Regions from separate parts of the Rattus norvegicus genome. Here region 1 is linked to region 2. A link is a contact called in public Hi-C data. All regions are on one chromosome and are shown on one strand. The core of a region is the stretch at or near the end of the contact, and the rest is flanking DNA. Distances in the headings are between cores, read along the strand shown. Region 1 overlaps LOC134480058 (a long non-coding RNA gene). Region 2 holds the start of Sema7a (semaphorin 7A (John Milton Hagen blood group)).

What was found. A called contact is a pair of places that touch in the nucleus more often than the background predicts.
Region 1: a contact with region 2 is called in a Hi-C map of the Rat2 cell line, with 11 times the contacts expected there. The contact joins the enhancer-like site here to the promoter of Sema7a in region 2. A contact is called at or near these places in 12 of 12 Hi-C or Micro-C datasets (the A7r5 cell line, the Rat2 cell line, Schwann cells and 7 more) and 1 of 1 datasets of contacts at active chromatin or transcription factors (oligodendrocytes).

The regions. Positions count from the first base shown.
Region 1 is chr8:67,289,874-67,296,949 of GRCr8, reverse strand. All of the region lies in intron 2 of LOC134480058 (a long non-coding RNA gene), which reads left to right. Among named protein-coding and RNA genes, the nearest start is that of Cyp11a1, 25 kb to the left of the region's middle. Within about 2 kb of position 3,094, at least 2 of the 93 cell types and tissues checked have an H3K27ac peak or open chromatin away from gene starts, as enhancers often do.
Region 2 is chr8:67,242,865-67,249,904 of GRCr8, reverse strand. It overlaps Sema7a (semaphorin 7A (John Milton Hagen blood group)), which reads right to left and starts at 5,587. Exons shown (of 14, transcript NM_001108153.1): 1 at 5,405-5,587. The coding sequence starts at 5,582.

The DNA.
Region 1 (7,076 bases), core at 1,845-4,344, 50 kb before region 2:
GATCCATAGACCCCTTCCATGGTACTGTTCCCTTGAGAGCCCCAGGGTAATGCAGGACCCAGAACCAACCCTGAGGGCAGCTGTTGAAAACAGGTAATGAGTCTTCCAGAGGTAATAACCACTTTCTCCCTTCCCTTGCTTCAATCTTTTAAGCCCTCGCTGGACACCAGGCCTGCTAGAGACCAAAAGGTCAAAGGTAAGCCAGTGGAAGCTGGAGACTTCAACAACCTTCTCTGTGAGCTGGGAGCAGGGCGCTAGGGGTACAGGACTGAAGTGTTTTAAATAGTCCTACCTCCTGATTCAAGAACCCCAGTGTAACACCACTAAACACTAAGTGGGTTCACACCACTATCAGTGAGTCTCCACCACCAGATACAGTAGGCACAAAGAACCTATGAGCTCAGATAATTGAAAAGTGTAGCAAGTTAGAAGACGATGTTTCCAGTGTGTATAAATATACCTAATTACAAGTTTATGTAACTTAATTATTAACAGTAGCTATGTTTAACAACCGTCACAAAATTCCTGAAAACAATTCTCGGTTCTCAGGTTCACACAAACTGGCGCTGAGGAAGACCGCCCACTCAAGCTAGGGTGGTCAGTCAGGAGACAGAGAAGGCGTCCCAGAGGAAATGATGCTACTGAGCTGAAGCTAGACTCTAAATACTCCAGAGAGGGGACAAGGAGTATGCCGAGCTTGTGGAGGGAGTTGACAGGAAAGGAGAGAGCATGGCATAGAACAGAAACCAAAGTGTTGTCTCTCTCTTTCTCCCTCTCTCTCTCTCTCCCCCTCCTTCCCTCTCTCCCTCTCCCTCTCCTCCTCCTTCTTTCTCTCTCTCTCTCTCTCTCTCTCTCTCTCTCTCTCTCTCTCTCTCTCTCTCTCTCTCTGAGAGGACATCTGGGTTCCACCCTAGTTCTGCTATTAATGCTCTGTCACTTTGGCCAAGTCCCCACTTTTCTCCAGGCGTCTCCCCTCTGTCATATTGGGGCCAGAAGCCAGATGGTCTCCAGGCCTCTGGGGGTGTCTAGAGAGCCCCCCCCAGAGATCTGTGGAGGGGCCTGGTGTCTGGTTCATGATACTCACAGTAGACATCTGGCCCACAGTAAACCCTCGGTAGCCAACTCTCTCCTCTCCCCCAGCCAGTTCCCCCAGGTGATCACCGAAACTCCTGGCTTAGCTGCTGGTTTGTAACTATAATTACAGTCATTTCTAGAGTGCTTTGCTGCCTCCCCTAATTACCAAGCCCATGAGATTCCAATTACACATCTAAAGAAACATGTCGGGAGCCCCTCCCAGGGGCCAATCTGGGAGTGCAGCCCCCCAGGCCAGCTGGGATATCGCAGGAGCCCTCCCTCTGCCACTCCTGTGCCAACCAGGCAGGAAGTCTTCAGCCCACCCAGGGCCAGCCTTGGGTGGGTATGGGATGAAGGAGGCAGATGAAACACCCCAGCAGGAAGGCTTGCATGTAGAAAAGGAAGAAGCCTCTCCCGGCCAAGTGGAAAGTCTCTGCCCACGCAGTAGATGAGTCTCCAAGAGCTGGGGTCACCATCAGGGTGCACCCGGGTGAAGCTTAGGAAGTAGTCGCTGGTCTGAGTATGTTATTACCACCCACTGCAGAGGGCACCTACCCTACAGAGAGGCTGAGCTGCTCACATGTGCTGGGGGAGGAGCTCAGTACCCTCAGTTAGGACTCTGGGAGATGCTGCCCTCACTGCACACGCCTTTAATCCCAGCACTTGGAAGGCAGAAGCAGGCAGATCTCTGTGAGTGTGAGGCCAGCTTTGTCTATATAGCCACTTTCAGGCCAGTCAGGGATGCAAGTTATACCCTGTCTCAAATTTTTAAAAAGAAAGGAATAAAAGGAAATCGAAGGGAAGGGAAGGGAACGGAAAGGAAGGGAAGGGAAGGGAAACATCCCTATATATAGCGTCTACCCACAGGTTCACCTCAATTCTCTGGTACCCACTTCCCTGTGTCTGTGTGTGGTTCTCTCTGTCTGGACCCCCAGCAACACCTACCCACTCTGTACTTCTAATCTTGATCAGTAGCTTCTCCCTTCTTCCGGCTACCCAGCTAATAGCTCCTTAGCCTCTTAAACATAGCCATATACACAGCCCTCTGCCCCTCCTCTCACAACCCATACAGCATGAGCAGCCCCACACTCTTGTCACACAGGGTCAAACCCACCAGCATTCTCTGCCCTGCCCCACTAAACCTCAAACCCAAGCTCAACATTCCTCCCAAGCGCACTCAAGCTCCATCTCTCTACTTCCCCAGACTTCTACACACACACACACACACACACACACACACACACACACACACACACACACTCACAGAGGCCCTGAAAGGTACTATAGTATGGGGATTGGACTGGCTCCAGTAGACTCCACCCCTGTTCTCCACTCACTTGCTGTGTGGCTCTGAGGAAATTTAACCTCTCTGTGATTTTTGTCTTAATTGCAGTATCTATCCCCTTAAGAAGAAATTCAAAGTGGCTGATGGGAACTGGAGGAGGGGATAATAATGAAGTAGAAAAGGAACCAGGAGCCTAAGACTATCAGTACTCGTTTGGGCCTAAGATTGTCACCTAAAACAGGTGGTGAGCCTTTAGGGTAAAGTCTAAAGTCTTTGGTCACCTGTGCCTCTTAGACAGTCCCAGGAGACATTTCCAGAGACAGACCATCCTGCCTTGGAGTGGTGGAGGTCTGGCCTACGTGGACAGTACTGCCATTAGGTAGTAGAGCCATGCCAAGCAGGATCTTCTCTCCTCAGCAGAGCCCAGGCCGGCGTCTGAGGCAGCTTCCAGAACTCCACTCTGCTCTCCTCTGACCTACATCCTCCACCTGCACAGCTCTTTTCAAACTACATCATCAGTCTGTCTAGTCACCAAGCAAGCTCTAGGTGTTGAGTGCTATTATCCCATTTTATGGAGGGCAAGCTAAGCCAGCCATGGTCCTTCCAGTTCCCTTCTGCAGCCTCCACAGGGCCTTCATGGAGCCTGACTGAGTTTCCTCCCTTGTAGGGGCGACCCAGCAGGTTATAACAAAACATCTCAACTGGGATCACCTTAGGTGGCCAGTAGGGGGCACTGCTGTTCCCTAGAAAGGCCACACTCAGGTGCCGGCCATCTGCCTCTGGTCCTAGGACACAAGGCAGGGGTAACAAAAGAGGTTCATCCTTTCTTACCTGAGCACAAAAGAAATAAACAAAACCCTCCCTCTCTTCTTGTGTTGTGTGCCCACTAGCTGAGAGAACATTCTAGAAACGCACTCAACTCTACTCCAACTCTGCTCTCAGGAGATGGCAAAGACTGGGGAAGAGAATGTGTCCAGGCCATAACCGCATAGAAAGTCAACTTGCAATGGAAGCTAGGCCTAAGCAGGAGACTGCATGCTAAAGGTCCTCACGCAATCACATTGGGGTGGAGGCTGATGGTCGAGCTGCTGTGGGGAGAGAGGTATGCCTCAGCCCCCAGGGCAGGAAATGGGACGAAGGGAAGAAGGGCCAGTCAGGAGGGCTCCCGCAGGAGTAGAGATGACCCTCTTGGGCTCTGAGGAGAGACACTTGGGTGGCCTGGCCCCAGAGCAGCAGGTTAAGCAAGATAGAAGGGACGGGAGACTAAAAACTAGAGATCGAAAGGAGCTCAGGCTAGGGCTCTACCTCATCTACTTGGCTGAGGCCTTAGTCCCTCCCTATCTGACAGGATGGACCAGTGGGCCTCTGATGTACCCTTTTGTACCCCAGCTTTATTGTGACCTGGGACATGAGACAGGGGACTAGAACTGGTTGTGGCCACTCCTGAGGCAGAACCTCTAGCTATTAGCCACCTACAGAGGCCCTAGTGTGAGAGGTTCTGTCATACCTGTCAGGTCAGCCCAGGACCAGCTGCTAGGCCCCTTCCTGGGAGAAGGCTACAGAGGAGAATAAGAGGGACTGTGGCTGGCCTAGCTTGCCTGAGGGCCCCTTCACTGTTGCCTCCCTAGTTGCCTGATGCTACCAGAGTCAGGCAATTTTAGTGAAGTCCCATCGAAGCCAGCAGTCTCACCCTACAGTTCTCCACTGCCCAGAGGGGCCAGGACTGGGGAGTCATAGCAGACACTTGGCAGATAGGACCATACTAGGAAAAAGGCAGCGCTTGCTTGACTAGCACTAGGTGGAGGGATGGATGACTCGTACAGGCAATAGATGAACATTTCCTCGGGAGGAACAGAAACCAGACGAGGAGGCCAGCATATCATTTGTGAATCAGTAGCCATCAATTCAACCCTCCTACCCACTCATGCTGATGCCCCAGTGCTCTCAATTTCACAGCTAAGCACCCCGCCCTCCACATCACCTCTCCCCTCACCCTGATTCAACGCTATGCTCCTTTGCTTGAACCACTGGAAGAGCTTCCAATGGGAAGTTGCCTTTGTATTCAGGGAACTACGTGATAGTAAAGTCAGGGATTCCGGCTTCTTCCAGCCCCTCCACTCCCATCACTCACCGTGGGCCTTCACTCCTGCTCAGGATCCCCCATTCTCAGCCCCGCCTTGCCCACTTATTCACTGTTCGTGTTTCGACCTGTGTCACCCCTCTAAGGAGCGGCCTCTGGCCTTCCCTCTCCATCATCCTCACTCCGTGCTTCCTGGCACTCTCTGTAGTCAGACCAAGACTTCAGTTGTGTAAATGGTGCCTGTTCCTTCCCACTGGATCTGAGGGGCCGGGGAAGCAAGAACAGGTCCTGGCTTGGTTTGCCCCATTATCTCCACAGCATGGGACACGGTGCCAGAGGCGTAGTATGTACTCAATAAACGCAGAAAGAATGGGTTCTCCAGTAAACTGGATGCCTCACAGTAACCCTTCCGTCCCTCTCTACCTTGCCTGGCCCCATGCCTCTCTGTAACCATTCTCATCTCCTTCCTGGTGACTGGTCGCTATGGTGGAGACCAAGCAGACAGCCCATGATCAAGACAAGACAGATTTGTATAAATTCAACAGCAGGTTCCCGGACAGCCTTAGTGATGCCAATTGTTCTAGCACATGACTCAGAGGGATCCAGTCCCCGGAAGTCACTCCAGACAAGAGGAAGTCTCTTTCCTCTTCCATCTCAAATCCTGATGCCAGTTCCGTCTCAGGGCCAGTGGCTCGCAGGGATGATCTAACTGTCTAACTGTCCAGAGAGGTCAGGGCCCAGCCAGAGTCACACAGCAGAACTGTCATCGAGCCACACCAAGGATCCAGGGCACCAACTCCTACCCAGGGTTCTCCCTGTGCCATAATAAATGAGGCTATTTTTAGAAAGCTGATTAGCAAGTCAAATATGACTCCTGCTAAAAATAATGCCACCTTTATGCTTTTCAGAGTCTCTGCATCACCTCATTTGCTCTCGAAATGAGAGAGTGGGCGGGGCAGCCAGTCAGGTGGGGATCTCATCAGAAAGGTGCAGTCCCTAGAGAGGAAGTGTCTGGTCCTCAGACAGGGAGCCTAGCCTTCCTGATTTGCCTGCCTAAGCCTCCTCTAGCCTCAAACTGCCTTCCCACAGCTCCTAGACCTGCAGCAGGCTTGAAACCTGGTAGCCACTGGTATTTCTCCTGGGTAAAGCCCTAGCCCTCACCACATGGTGGAGAAAGTCGGGAACAGGGGCATAGACTGCTATGATGTAGCCCAGGGTATGAACTGCTATGATGTAGCCTGGGTCACTCCTTAGTTGGGAGCCCTTGTTCCCCATTAACCCAGGGTCTGGAGTCCCATACAGCTACTGATCCTGCACCCCCACTTCCTTGCTTGCCTCCTTTCTATCACAGAGGCAGCACCAGGCAGGGCTAGAAAGACAGACATGAGGTCAGATCCTCCCTTCCTTCCTGATCCCCCAACTGGGATGCAGCTGGGCTGGTCCTGCAGGAAAACAGCAGAGGGGAGAGGGAGGGGTCGACTGCCTCTGACAGAGGTTGCAGCCGAGCCCCTGTTTCTCCAAAAGAAGCTCACACACAGGCCAGAGTACCATGAGCCGTTCCCCAGCTCCATGCAAGAATGGACTGAGTCCTCACGGGTTGAATAAGATGCAGAGGATACCCGCAGTTTCCAAAGGTCTCAGCTTAGAGCAAGGACTGATTATGACGAGTCCTTCACATGAGACGTAAACTGAGCTCTTTGTAGTCAGAAGGGCTTCTCGGAGAGGGTGTTACCAGAGCACTGAAGAAGAAGCAGCAGGTTCAGTGGGTGGAGGGACTGTGGACCCATGGGTTCCTCTCATAAGTACATCCACCTTGTGCCTCACCTCACCCATGGGGCCAGCTCGTTGGGAAGGGTCTGGGCTCACCATTACCCAACCACGTTACTCATGGTCAATTATGAATTTGATATGATCAGACACACACATGGTGGCTCTCCTTCATCCAAGAGTTCCTGTACTGACAGGTCTAACCAGGACAGGTAGCTTGACAGGAAGGGGACAAGGGCTTGGATACCCTAATGAAGAGAAAGGAGGGAGAGGGACCACCTAAGGCAGGACAAACTTGTTCCAGGAAAGTCACAGGTATATGGGAGATACCTCTCCTGAAGGTTTAGGTGGATGGGTTGCCCTCCCTCTCGACCAGGTCCCCACTCAGCTAGCAACAACCTCCTGCAACAATCCTGTCTGGTGCTAGCCATGTCAGCAGCACCACCATATATCCAAGCCTTGGGGTCGGGTGGGGGGCCATGAAATGCTCATACTAAGCACACGACCATCGGTTTCCAAAGAACGGCTGGGAAGAGGCTTGTCTAGGAGTGGATCCTGAGGTGGCATCCAGCTATGTGAGCTCTCTGTCCCTAGTTCTCAGCTCAGCAGGTTCCTGATTACATATTTGGACTCGGGACGGCTCAAGGCCCTATGTGGCCACAGCTCAGAACCTGCTACACTCTTGAGAATGCCTGTCGCTCTCCCAGGAAGCAAAGCCTTCCTCTGCTAACAGAAGGACCGCACATCCTCAGCACCCCCGGTTCCCCCTTGCCTTCCTGTCATGCCCACAGCACAGGCAGAGGGGACAGTAAGGGGGTAGTCCTGAAAGATTGAGCCAAGAGGTGGCAGCATGCAGGGTAGAATTGCTGG
Region 2 (7,040 bases), core at 4,338-6,837:
AACAGACCAAGGAGGTAACAGGTTTTACAAGCCCTAGACTCATTAAAGCATGACAGTAGACAGGACACTGGAAAGGGGCAGAGAGCTGGGCCACCAGTAAACTCAGGGCAGAAAAACACAGCCCTGACACTAGTTTTTCCTATTTTGCCAGTGACCTTGAGTTTTGCCATCTCTGGGGCTTAGTTTCCCCATTCAGAGCTTGTGTGGTTGGCCCAGCTTCTCTCTGACACTTCTTTTCTCACACCATGAGCTCTATGCCTTCAGGCTGGGTAAGCTGAGGTCATGTCAGAAGGTTCCTCAATGGAACTGAGAAAGAATCAACAGGCAGGAGGAGGGAATTGAGGACGAAGGTAGGTAGGGTGCAAGGAGGATGCCCCGGGGAGCAGCGGGTGCTGGAAAGGACATCCCCATCCAGAGGGTAACCATCAGGCTTCGAGGAAGCAGTGCTCTGTGTGACTGTGTGTTCTAAGTAGAATATTCAACAGAGCGTCCCAGAGGGATGGAGGGATGTTGAGGAGGTCAGAGTGTGATCTTCATATGGGACAGTGAGGCCAGAGTGAAGAAGGCTAGATGTAGGGAAAGGCTTGGAGACCCTTCTCCTGTGGTAGGGCAGTAACTTGGGACCTGGGCTGGCTAAGGAAGGTAGAAGCCTCTGGACTCTGTAGTCCTTTACTTTCTCCTTTTCCTCTGGTCTGCCTGGTTCACTGACAGTCAGATGCTCACACACCGGGCAGCCAGTCCACATTTCACAGCCAGGGCAGATCAAGAGCCTGTCTCTCCTATCCCTTAAGAAGAGCAGGGCTTCTGGGGTGGCCAAAAAAAGGAACCTAAGAAGCAGAAGCCTTTTGGTTCAGAGCTTCTAGTAAGAGGCAGGGAAGTGTGGTGAGTCTCTTAAGACACAATCAGCCTGAACTGGGGTCCAACGAGGGTGTAGAAGAAGGTGGAGGGCAGGCTGCAACTCTAGCAGGCAACTCTAGGGTCACTGTTCTCACGACTGCCCCCTGCAGGCTGAGCCTCACAGACTACCTGGCCTAGTGCTCCTCAAAGTGAACAGTTTACTTCTCTGAAGTGCAGAAAACATCATATTCCACCTAGAAAATTATCTACTCTCAAAGAGGACCTGGAAGGGGAAGTTGGTCAGATGAATAGTACTTGCCCTATCTGCAATACGAGGTTTAGATACAAGGGGGTTTCTTCTGCCTTACGTGCAGAGAAAGGGCATGGCAGGCCTCCTACGTGAAGAATTCTTCCCCTAGTCAGGAATTGATGGGAAGGTCCTAGTGGTCCTGAATCCCACTACAACTTCCCTCAGGGACCTAGGACAGCCTTGCCTGCCACTATCTTTCTCTAGAAGGCTGCCCATGCAGTGACAAGAGGCCCGGCTTGGATATCATCTCCAAGAAACTTGCTGAAGTCGGGTATGGTGATGCACAGGCCTTTAATCCCAGCACTAGGGAGACAGAGACAGGTAGATTTATGTGAGTTCAAGGTCACACTAGACTACATAGCAAGTTCCAGGCCAGCTGGGGCCACACAGTGGGAGAGAAGGGAGCACCTTGCTGGATCCCTGGCCAAAGCTGCCTCAACCCTGTCAGACAGGTGCTTCCTCTGTCCTTCCTCATTGGCCGGCCAGGCAGACTTCCACGGCCAGTCAGCCCCATGACTGCTCTCTGTTGCCGGTCCTGTCAGTGTACCTACAGGTTTATCTGCCCAGGCTTCCTAACTACAAGGACACTAACTCATTTAGTTTCTCTGCTGGACCTTTGAGTCCAATCTAGCACCAGTACAAAGCTGAACTCAGAAAGTGCCTGATAAATGTGTGTCCACCCTTGAGGTTGTACGCCAACAGGCCATTCCCTGCGACCCACCCTTGACTTTCAGCCTATAATAGGAAAGAGAAGAAGGAACAAGACTCAAGGATTTCCCCTGACTGCCTGGGTTTCGGCCACTTAACACCAACATCTAAACTGGCCACCCCAGCCTCAGCTTTGCCCTCCTCATCCTAAGGAAAAAGGAATCTGGAGGAATTGTGACCCAGCAGTGAATGAGTCAGTCAGTCAGTCTGTCTGTCTGTCTGTCTCTCTGCCCGCCCCCTCATCTGAGCTGAGGAAACTGAGGCTCAGAAGAAGGCCAAGACTCACCACCCAGAGTCACAGAGTAAATGAAGCCAGAACAAATAGGCCAGAGCCAGGCTCCTGACTGACTCCCCACCTATTCCTACCTGAGGTGCCTGAGTCAACTTGGATCTGTGTGGACTTAGACCTGCAGCTCTACCCCCAGTACCTACTCTCAGAATCTTCGATGTTCAGCACGAAGCCATCACAGAACTTGGCAGGGAGCTTCTGGGGACCTCACCAAGCATCTCTTGTAGCTTAGGAAATCCCCGTTCCTCGTGGGGATTGCCCCCCTCAGTTCTGCGGGGGGGGGTCACCTTGAAGGTGATGAATTCATCTAAGTCCCCCAAGAGGGCAGGGATTTCCACTGGAAATGCTGATGCTTGGGGAGCCCCAGCTGTGACCTCATCTCCTGGAGGAGGTGACAACAACCCCCCTACCCTTGGGAGTGGCACCTTAATGGCTACCCAGAAGCTCCTAAGTCAACAATAACATCCTGTTGTTTAATTGGGCCAGAGGGGGAAGAACCAGCTGGGCAGTGAGACTGGAGACTGGAGACTGGACTCCCTTCTGTGGATAGGCTGGATCACTGTGACTTGGGGCTCAGGACCTCCATGGGCTTCTCCTATTCCAACTCTTGGGAAGAAGCACAGAGCATAGCAAGTATACCAACTTCTTGCCACACTATGCCCTCACCTACCATCCACTGTTTCCCGCCCTTGCTTGAAGGAAGATCAGAGTCACATTTACATTGTTGACTGACTCACAAGTTAGTGATGCCCCGTGGGGACTACCTCCAAAACTCTTCCTGCTCTGGCAACCTCTGGGAGTCAAAGACGGGTGCAGGACTCGGGGTGATACCCAGCAGTCTATGTTGGAACACCCTTCTCTCTGGTCCAAGTTGTTCTGCACCAGGCTTGCATTCACCTGGTTGCGGATTGCAGTCTGGGACCCTCTCAAAGCCCCTCCCTTAACCTTTCACTAAGACTTGGAGTGAGGATGGGAACCAAGCCAAGAAAATAAAGACATTTCTAAACCTGTTCCGGTCCCTATTTTGTCATGACACAAAACTAAACTCTAAATCTATGTCTTATAGGGAAATGTATGTAGGGTTGCCACCATCCATAGTCTGGTCATCCCTGAAGGTTGCTACGTCCCATCCACAGGTAGACAGGGCCCTAGGCTTATTACGAACCTTGGGAGGGTCTCTCTCTCTCTCTCTCTCCCTCTGTGCCCGGGTTGGCCCTATCCAAACTCCCTACTAGTCGACTGCCATGTGTTACCCCATAGGAGACAGGAGGCAGCTGTCAGCTGGGCACACCATCACCAGCTGGTGGCCCTGGGGGTTTGGGGGCAGGTCAATGGCAGGGCCTGTCTGGCCAGTGGGGCACCTGGCACTTGTGAAGGAGACTGCAGACTGTCCTTGGACAAGATTGGTGAGTGTCTGGTGGATCCCAGCCAGAGGGGTTCAATAGTGCATTACCAGTGTGGTCACACGGTGAAGTGCAGGCAAGGGAAGCAGCGTGTAGGGGTGGGCTGGGAGCTTGAAAAGTGGGTAAGAGGGCTGAAAGCAGCTTTAAATAGACTCAGGGTAAGGAAGGACTAAGTGCCAGGGATGGAGAGGCATGCATTAAGTGCTAACAAGTGGGTGTGCATTAAGCATGTGGCGGGAGGTCACGGAAGGATTTGAGGGGACAAGCACAATCAAATGAAAGGAGTTTGATACAGAGGGAGATTCCTGAACACGCAGACATAACCATTTGTCTCCTCTGGCGTACTCATACTCTGTGCTGTCCAAGACAGGGGGAGGAAGACAAGTTAAAACGCTGGCAGGGACAGAGGAAGAGAGGCTGAAGTGGGTGCGACTTTGGAGCGTGCAGGTGTCCATCGTGAATGGGAGGTCCTGAGGTCCAGATACGATGTACCTATTCCACCAGGTATGGCTCTGGCAGAGTTGGAGACCAGAGTACCTCGTTTATAGCTGAAGAATCATCTAAATCCTTCTCCTCTCCCTAACCCTGGCCCAGGACAGATCTGGGGTCAGATCAGAGCCCTCTCCTGCACAGTGAGTGCCCGCACTGCCCAGTGACCTTGGGCAAGTCACATTCTCTCAGCTGCTGCGGCAGTTCGGGACACTCATTTTATGTGGGTTCCCCCCCTCTGCTAAGAATACCTGCCCCAGATAATGCTCAGACTTCCGCAATCCCTGCAAACTGCCAAGGCATCAAAGGGACAGTAGGGACAGACAGGACCAGTACCCCAGCCCCCGGTGTGAGTCCCCCATCACCACTAGGGGAGGGGCTGCAGAGATGCCAAATTTGGGTACAGAGCTGAGTTTGCCTGGGGGTGGGGAGGCATTTGTGTGCAATGCAGGGAGGGGAGTTCAGTCCCTAGCGGCAGAAAGCCTCCAACCCCAACCTAGCCAGCCTTCTGTCCCACGATCCGTAGGTCTAAACTGAGATGCCCGAGGGAAAGACTACAGTCCCTCAGGTTCTCATATTCACTACAGTCCTAAGGCTGCACACTCCTCCCCAAATACGCCGCTTGGGGGTCCCAATGGCCTCGCCCCACCCAATGGGCACTGTCCCCCCTCCCCATGCTAGTGCCGATTTCTGGTGACAACTGCCACGTGCGGGCAAGGGGGGAGCGGCCGGTCCTAGCATTACAGAGACAGCGCCCAGGTGCTCCGAGCCCCTGCACCGCATCTTGTCCCGGGTCGCCGCAGGATACCCACCCCCTTGCCTGGCCCGCGCTCCGGGCCGGGGCGGGGGCGGGGGCAGGCGGCGGGGTCTTTGTTCCCGCAGCCCGAGCGCAGCGGCGGCGGCAATGGGTCCGCGCCCCCTTCACCAGCCGAGCTTGAGCCCCGCGTGCCAGCAGAGCCCGCAGCTTCCAAGGAGGAGATCGGGGTGAGAAAGCTGGCCAGGGGAAAGAAGGGTCCTGTATAGTAGACCCCGTGGCGGAGAGCCAAAGAGCCTCAGCGAGGCAGGGGCCCGCAGCCTCCCCCCGCGCTCGGGCGCTGCGGCTCGGGCTCAGAGCTGCCGTTGGACTTGGAGCGCCACTTAGCTGGGCCCGGGCCCCAGCCACTAGCTCGCACGCTGCAGCGCTCCAGCCCGCTCCGGCGTGACAGTACGTACACTCACATACACTCACCCGGACCCACACGCTCCCTTCGGGGCCAGCCTGAGACCCGCAGAGCTGCGCACACGCACTCTCTCCGGGTGCCGCACACTCTGCACCCGCCCCGCACAGCGTCCGATCCCGCGCCCCGCCGGCCGCCCGGCGCCGCCTACCTTTCCAGACGGCGGAGATACGGGGTCCGCTCCTCGAGTGGCCTTGGGCGGAGGCGGCGGTCACCCAGAACACCAGCAGCAGCCGCAGCCGCAGCGGGAGCCCGAACCGAGCCGGCAGGCTGAGGACGCGGGCGCGCGGTGCGCTGGGGGCGGCACGTCCGGGAGGAGGAGGCGTCATCCCGCAGCCCCGGAGCGACAGCGGCAAGCAGCCGAGACTGAGCCAGCGCCCGGCCGCAGGCAGAACCTAGCGCCAGGAGGCGGAGTCAAGCGCCTGACCCCACCCCGCCCCTCCCCCCGCCCCTCGCAGCCTTTTCTAGCTTTGCCCGTGGGCCCCCTAGCTTGTGCGGCGACCTGCCAGAAGAACCTTCGCTACCCGCACGCAGGCAACTCCACCGGGAGAACCCAGCTGCAAAGAAGACAGACTTGTGGTTTGTCATGAGGCACAGATCCCATTCCTCCTCTGGGCTTCAGTTCCACTTCCCTTGCCCCAGTGGAAAGAAAGGCCTAGGAGATCCGTAAGGATCTCTCAGCGCATGGATGAGTCTAACACCGGACAACCCCCTTGCTGCCAGCTAAGTGGTTTGTAGTCAGAGAACCATTCTCAGAGAATGGGCTTGCCGGAGTGGGACTCAACTCTCTGATGATCCTATCAGCCAGAGCAAGGTGTTTTCCTCTGTGGAGGAAAGAGAGAAGAGGTCTATGATGTGTGGGGTGCCCACAACGCCCCACTTATTGCTCTGCCTGAGAGAACACTGGGAATTTTTCATCTTGGCCTGGCTTCCTCCTCTCCCTCTCCTTTCTCCTCCCTTCCCCAGTCAGCAGCCTTCTGGGCTGCCTCCCCCCAGCCAGCTGGTGTATGCTCAGAAAATCCAAACTCATTTCCATGTGCGCTGAGGGGGATATAATTAGGAAGGCCCCTTCCCCAAGAAGAAAGTGAGGGGCACAAGGCTCATAGTCAGAGAGGGAAGGTCAGACCAGTTGAAGGGATCTCTTTCTCTGCCTAAGGCTCAGCTACCTACCAAGGGCAACCTGGTGACTCGTGGTAGTTCCATCAGAGGTTCCAGGCCTCAGCCCCTCTGCAGTCACTTGAACAACCCAGGGAACTCTGTCATTGGCTTATGGTCTCAGAGCCACTCTGTCTGCTCTTTGTAAAAGGGTCTCCCGTGCCCCTTGGCACAGTCTCCCTACCTCTGCTTGCACCCCTGGGAACCATGACTGGGAAATCCATCCAGGTCAGCATGTCCTTACCTAGTGCTTACTGTATATGTAGTCTAAGGTATACTGCACCAAGAAGAGACAGGGGTGAGGAAGATCGAACAGAAGTAAACAAAGACTCGACCTTCAAAACCCACAGAGCTAGACATACTGAGCATGCTGCAGACACAGGCAAAGACACTGGGCAGGATGCCCTGACCTCAGAGCCAGCCCTCTTCACTGCTCCACGGGCAGGAGAGTTTTGATACTGTGAATCTTAGCTCTGCCAATTGCACATTCTGTTTCTAGCTGTTTTCTCCATGCCTAAAAGCCCCTAAAGTACCCTAGGCACTAAGGTGAATTCCTCCAGATCTCCATGTGGGGAGGGGTCTAGAGACACACAGGGCTAGCTTCTTACCCTATACACGGAGTCACTAGCTTC